Linked DNA regions of Rattus norvegicus: region 1 is linked to region 2. The links are chromatin contacts, called in public Hi-C maps. All regions are on one chromosome and are shown on one strand. The core of a region is the stretch at or near the end of the contact, and the rest is flanking DNA. Distances in the headings are between cores, read along the strand shown. Region 1 overlaps Tes (testin LIM domain protein). Region 2 has its middle 18 kb from the start of Tes.

What was found. A called contact is a pair of places that touch in the nucleus more often than the background predicts.
Region 1: a contact with region 2 is called in a Hi-C map of the A7r5 cell line, with 4 times the contacts expected there. The contact joins two enhancer-like sites. A contact is called at or near these places in 9 of 12 Hi-C or Micro-C datasets (the A7r5 cell line, Schwann cells, frontal cortex and 5 more).

What each region holds. Positions count from the first base shown.
Region 1 is chr4:46,368,546-46,371,371 of GRCr8, reverse strand. Tes (testin LIM domain protein) reads right to left here. Exons shown (of 7, transcript NM_001039344.2): 7 at 1,590-2,814. The coding sequence ends at 2,626. Among named protein-coding and RNA genes, the nearest start is that of Tes, 39 kb to the right of the region's middle. Within about 2 kb of position 1,426, at least 4 of the 93 cell types and tissues checked have an H3K27ac peak or open chromatin away from gene starts, as enhancers often do. A contact at or near this core is called in the A7r5 cell line, where this site is marked.
Region 2 is chr4:46,311,781-46,315,072 of GRCr8, reverse strand. No RefSeq gene overlaps it. Among named protein-coding and RNA genes, the nearest start is that of Tes, 18 kb to the left of the region's middle. Within about 2 kb of position 1,337, at least 8 of the 93 cell types and tissues checked have an H3K27ac peak or open chromatin away from gene starts, as enhancers often do. A contact at or near this core is called in the A7r5 cell line, where this site is marked.

The DNA.
Region 1 (2,826 bases), core at 177-2,676, 56 kb before region 2:
GTAGGTTCCTGCCTGAGTTTCCCTCAATAAGGGATTCTAATCTATAAGCCAAATGTCCCCCTCCTGGAACTGTTTATGGTACTGATGTTTATCACAGCAACGGAGGCAAACAAGGTCATCAGCTAACAACAGACATGTCCAAGTATCTTGAGCACTTTTGAGCCAAGGAGGCCATGACCTTGTACTACGAGGACAAAAGAACTTCTGAGGGGAGAGCCAGGCCTGGTGGATCTACACCACGCCCACCTTTATTGTTCCATGATAGATACATGTAATTGTTCTCTTAGTGAATGACGCTTAGTGCCAGCCTTATTCTGTCTTAGCCATAGGGACAGCCAGGATGACTGTGGTGGTGTGAAGAGTCCATTCCGCTTTAGGCTCACTTTGCCAATGTCGGGGAAAAGTATTAAACTTCATAGTCAAAATGGACTGGAAAGTATGTGCTACTATTTAAGGCAAACCAAGGCAAAGAGTAGAGTGATGTGTATCTCACCAGGATAGTGTCAACACTGCTCTGTGTGCTCAAACTACAAAGGTACTTCTCACCATGGAGGAACCAGAAAGCAGAGGGGACGCAGTGTGCTTGTACTTGTAAGTACTTATGTACTTACTCCATGTGTGTGTGTGTGTGTGTGTGTGTGTGTGTGTGTGTGTGTGTGCGCGCTCGCGCGCACGTGCGTGTGTGTGCTTCTTACACCAACAGCGCAGTACTCAACAGTAACTAAAAACAAAACAAAACAAAAAAAAACCCAAACCAAACGTCCTGAGAATGTGTCAGAAAAACTAAACTTACTAAGACACAAAAATTCACTTGGTGGGGGTGCAATATGCAGGATGTGTGCCCAGCATGCACAAAACTCTGAGTCCAACCAAGAGACAGCATAAATCTAGGGTACACTGGTGCAATCCCAGCACTTAGAGAAAGACTTGAAGATGATCAGAAGTTCAAGGTCATTTTGTCTTGTAGTGGTTTTGAGCCATCCTAAGATACATGGGACCCTATCTCAAAAGAAAACAACCAACCCAGTTTCAGATTGAAGAAACACACACACACACACACACACACACACACACACACACACACACTCCCCAGAGTCCGCTAATAATCTAGAATCCAGCCCAAAAAACACCTAGGAAAATTTATAAGATCCTATTTATAGCTAGGCACAATGGGGCACACTTGAAATCTTAAAACTTGGGAGTCTAATGCAGAACTGAGCGTGTGAAGTAGGCTAGCCTGGGCTACCTAGTGAGACACCGTCGCAAAAAGAAGGAAAAAAAAAACAGAAAAAAAAATTTCTTCTCAAAACAACAAAGAAATGAAACACTTGACTCGTTTAAAGTTTAACTAAAAGAATGACAGGCTCCTGAATGACCTAAGAATTACTAGAAAGTCCTGGTTTAAATCTTTATGAAACCACTCTCTCTTTGTCTGCAATGAGAAATCCAATCTGTCTGCTGGATCAGCAGCTGCCTTTACTTTTGTCAGGGGAATTTTTTGCTCTTGGAGACAGCGCCCCCTGCTGTACACGATACTTAACTGCAGAAGGATTTTTCCACTCAACAAAAAGGACATAGGAAGACCATTATTAAAGTGAAAGAGGCTTTATTTTCAATATCATATAAGTCATTCCATTTAATATTTATAGTGCATAGTTATGTATGAAAGCATACACGGAAAACATTAAAAAATACCCAAGGATGCGCGTGCACAGGCAAAGAAGACAGCCTTTGTGTCTATAGCAAGCTCAGAGGTAGCACAAGAGAGTATCCATCTGGTAACATTGGAAATCATGCAAACAACTGAGTCAAGGCATGGCATTAAGGTGACATCAGCATGAGTTATAATTCCCTGGGTACAAAACCTATATATTCTTTGGGTTTCAAAAAAATTAAATGAATGGCCTACTTTTATCTTCTGGACAAAAAAACAAAAAAAAAAAATCTCTAAGAGCAAAGTGCACATATTGTCCTAACCACATACATATAAAATATTCAAGGCCACAGATGGAGGTCGCTAGATGACAAAAGAGGATACTGAGAGGTAAAGTAACCAGAGAGAGATGCAGGAGGGAGAGGCCCCTCTGCCTCCATGGGGGATGCAAAGGCTTAGGCACTGGAACACCCAACGTGGACCACACTGCCTGCCACAAGGAACTCCTCACTGAGCTGACGTCACCATCATCAAACCGCTCGACAGGCGGTTGTAACTTCCTTTACATTTCCCATGGGGGACAAGCATGGAAGTTAAAATGTTCATCTCTCCCAGGACACTAATTTTAAGTGATTTTATATATATATATATATATAATATATCTAGCACTAGGAGTATGCGGTTATAAGGATTGATTAAATTCAAGCTTCCAACTCAAATATTTAATGTGCAGAAATAAAAGCTATAATTCTTTACTGTTTTTTTTAAATCATGCGCTTAAAGCAGTCATTTAAAAATAAGACAGACAAAATTCATAATGGTTAAAAAGAGAAAAATATTGGACAAAATCTTCCGGTTCGTTATGTAGCTTTTTTTTTTCCTTTTATTTTTTATTTTTTTTTTAAACTGCAGTTTATCATGAAATGCAGGCCACTGTAGACAGCTATGGCTCAATACTGCTTGGTGTTCACTCAGGACATCATCTTCTTACACTCCACAGAACAGAAAACCATCCCTTCCACAGGCATGAACTTCTGCCCGATCAGGCACTTGCTGCAGCAGGAGCAGAGGAAGCACTCCGTGGACGCGTGCCAGCTGAAGTTATTGTACGTCACTCGCTGCACTTCCGGGTCGATGGCATTGTGGCACCCTTGACACACCTGCTCGGGGAT
Region 2 (3,292 bases), core at 88-2,587:
GGTTGCTAGAGTTTCTTCACATCTTGCTGGCTGGGTTTCAAAAGAAATTATCCCGAGTAAGCAAAGTGGACTTCATGATATACTTATGGTCTGTTTCCTCCTCCCCATATTGCCTCGTCTCTCCTGTTTTGTTGTTTGAGATGTTCATAGAGATCTGCACATGTTTCAGGGGAGAAGACAAAGTCCCCTGCCTCAGTCTGATGACTGCACTGTGAAGGAATAGGAGAAATGTGACCTTCCACCACCTCAACTGTAAACACAGAAGCTCCCATTCCTCCTGAATGTCAAATACAGTGACATTTACGTTTTAAGTTCCTTACATTTCCGAACCTCAAATCCCAATATGTGACATCTAAGTCAAGTCTGGGCGTAGATGGTTCTCCTCTGGTGTGGTTAATTAGCTGTGGCTCTTTGAATGTGATTATTCCTGATCTGATAGGCACTGAATTAAAACCGAAAGTCATCTGTCCTTCACACACACACACACACACACACACACACACACACACACACACACACACACACACACATCTGCTTGCAAGAGTGGGTACAACAATCGCTGCTCTGTAGCAGTTCTGAAACCCAGCAGGCAGTAGGCCCCTTCTTAATTAGCACCTCTTACTGCATTTTAGATAGTGTTCTTCAGGATATTGGTCCAACCTTCCGAGCATTTTTGATTTAATTGGAAAAAAAATATGTTCTCATGGTTTTCCCTCCCCCAACTCCTCCCAACTCCTCCCCTCTTTCTCACCCACCCACCCACCCACCCAACTCTAGGACCTTGCTAAAACAAAAAGCAGGCAGTAAATAAATAAATAAACAAACAAATAAAATAAATAAATAAATAGATAAGAAAAAGACATAAAACTAAACCCCTAAGCACAGCATCAGAAAATCACAACATACAAGAAAAAGAACGATTGTGTCCATTTTGGGTTGGATATTTACTATTGTGCATGGGGTAGTGCAGTGGAGAAAACTAATCGTTCCTTCGCAGACAGCTGTCCACTGGAGATAGTTTTTTGGTTAGGAATGGGAACTGTTGTCTGCTTGACATCTCAGCCCTCAGACCAGTCTGCATTAACCTGTGTGGGCCCTGCACACGCTGCCACAGTGTCTGTGAGCTCATATGGGCATCAGTCCTGCTGCGTCTGGAAGACACTATTTCCTGGGTGCCATCCATTCCACCTGGCTCCTGCAATCTTTCTACCTCCTGTCTGAGTCATTCTTTGTCTATCGAAAGTTCGCCAATTCTCATTCCCTTACTTCCTGACTTCAGAAGCCAGGGGTTCAAAGTCCTCTGTGGTCTCACAGTGACTCAGTCCCTTTCAGTCCTTGCCGATATAATTACTTCTGAAACCTTGTGAACTTCCTGTGTGTTTGCATATAATTCTACTGGGTCCAAGTCACGATCACAAAAGCCTCTTCCGGATTATCCTTTCCTCGCTGCGTTTCCAGTGTGAGGCTTTCATGGATCAGCACATTTAATAATCTCAGAAACCCTTTCTGTTCTTAGAAACCCTCTCTTTTCAACACAAATTCTCTACAAAGCACACCCAGGGTCCTTGGGATGCAGTGTCTCTGAGTCATGTTGTGTTAATATTGGGTGAGTCACTTCTTAATGAAGGCCTTTAACATCTTGGATTTGGTTTTGTTCTGAAGTCATTGTTTATTTTTTTTTAATTTATCTCGCTAGTTCATTTATAGTTTAGTTTTACAATTTTATTTAGAGTTCTCGAGTGTAGTCCAATCATCAGATCACATTTCTTAAACATTCTTCATTCTGTTAAAGGAATGAGTTGAACGTCCTCATCTTTAAGTAGAGGGTTTCTTACTACAAAAGAAGCAGCAGCAGATCCAGATCCAAAGTAACCAGAACCAGTAACCATAACTTAGTCTAACGTGTGCGCGAACCAGGGGCTCATTCGGAAGCTGCCGTGGTGCAAGGAAGGTGAAGGGCGCCATCTGGGGGCCCGAGGTGGGATCTCAAGGCCTCTCCAGTCCTCCACCGGAGGAAGTAGTACCCTCAGCCCCAGCCCTTGAATATAATGCCTCTTTCACATGAGGAAATTAATCCCTCAGAGTCTGATAAACCAGCAGTGACTTTCGAAGAAGAAAATTCCAGACAAGACGATGTTGATGTTTCTCAAGGCCCACCAATAGTTTCTTCTAGACCCATAACCAGACTCAGGGCAAAACACGCCCCTAGACAGGAGGTAGAAAGTGTAGTCTGTGAGAAAATGCGCTACATTACTAAGGAGCTTAATGAGTTTGCTAATTCGTTCAAGCAGAAGTCTGGGGAATATGGGTGGGAATGGATTTTAAGGGTGTGGAATAATGGTGGAAGGGACATAAAACTAGATCAGGCTGAGTTTATTGACATGGGCCCTCTGAGTGGAGATTCTAGGTTTAATATGGAAGCTCGCACAGTTAAAAACAAAAAAAGGTGTCAGAAGTCTGTTTGAATGGTTGGCGGAAGCATTTATCCAACAATGGCCTACTTAAACAGAGTTGGAGAAGCCTGATATCCTTGGCTTAGTGTTGACAAAGGGATTTTAAGGCTCATGGAAATTGCAATGCTAGAGTGGATGTGCTGTGTAAAACCTAATCCTCCACAATGGGAAGGCCCAGGAGATATGCCCTTCACAAATCCCATTTTAAGAGTTTTGTTCTTACCCTTTTCCTTGTGCCAGACCTTAGGGTTAGAGATGCTGCTGCTCAATTAGATGAATTAAATGCAGTGGGTTTAATTGGGCCCCGAGGTAACAAGAGCCAGGTGGCAGTGTTGAGTCACCTGAGACAAGGTGACCGTAGTTATTATAATGGACAGCATAGACAAAACCATGCTGACATATTGACATAGCCTATAATGGCCAGCACAGGAGAGGTGAAATTTATAATGTCATGACTCATCAGACCTTTGGTACTGGCTAATCAGTCATGGTGTTTCCAGGCATGAAATAGATAGGAAGCCTACTGCTTATCTGTTTGATCTGTATAAGCAGAAAAATACTCAAAAAAATGAAAGAAAAGCTACCTTGGATCATGGCAAAAGGCAATCTTGGCCAGTGAATCAGTTTCCAGACTTGAGCCAGTTTGCAGACCCAGAACCCCTTGAATGAAGGGGTGGCCAGGTTCCCCTGAGGAAGGATCTTGATAAGACACCTAAAAGGTTTGCATTTAGCCTTTCTCCAGTTCTTCCCCAGAGGGACCTACGGCCTTTTACTAGGGTAACTGTACACTGGGGGAAAGGAAATAATCAGAATTTCTGGGGGCTATTGGATACTGGTTC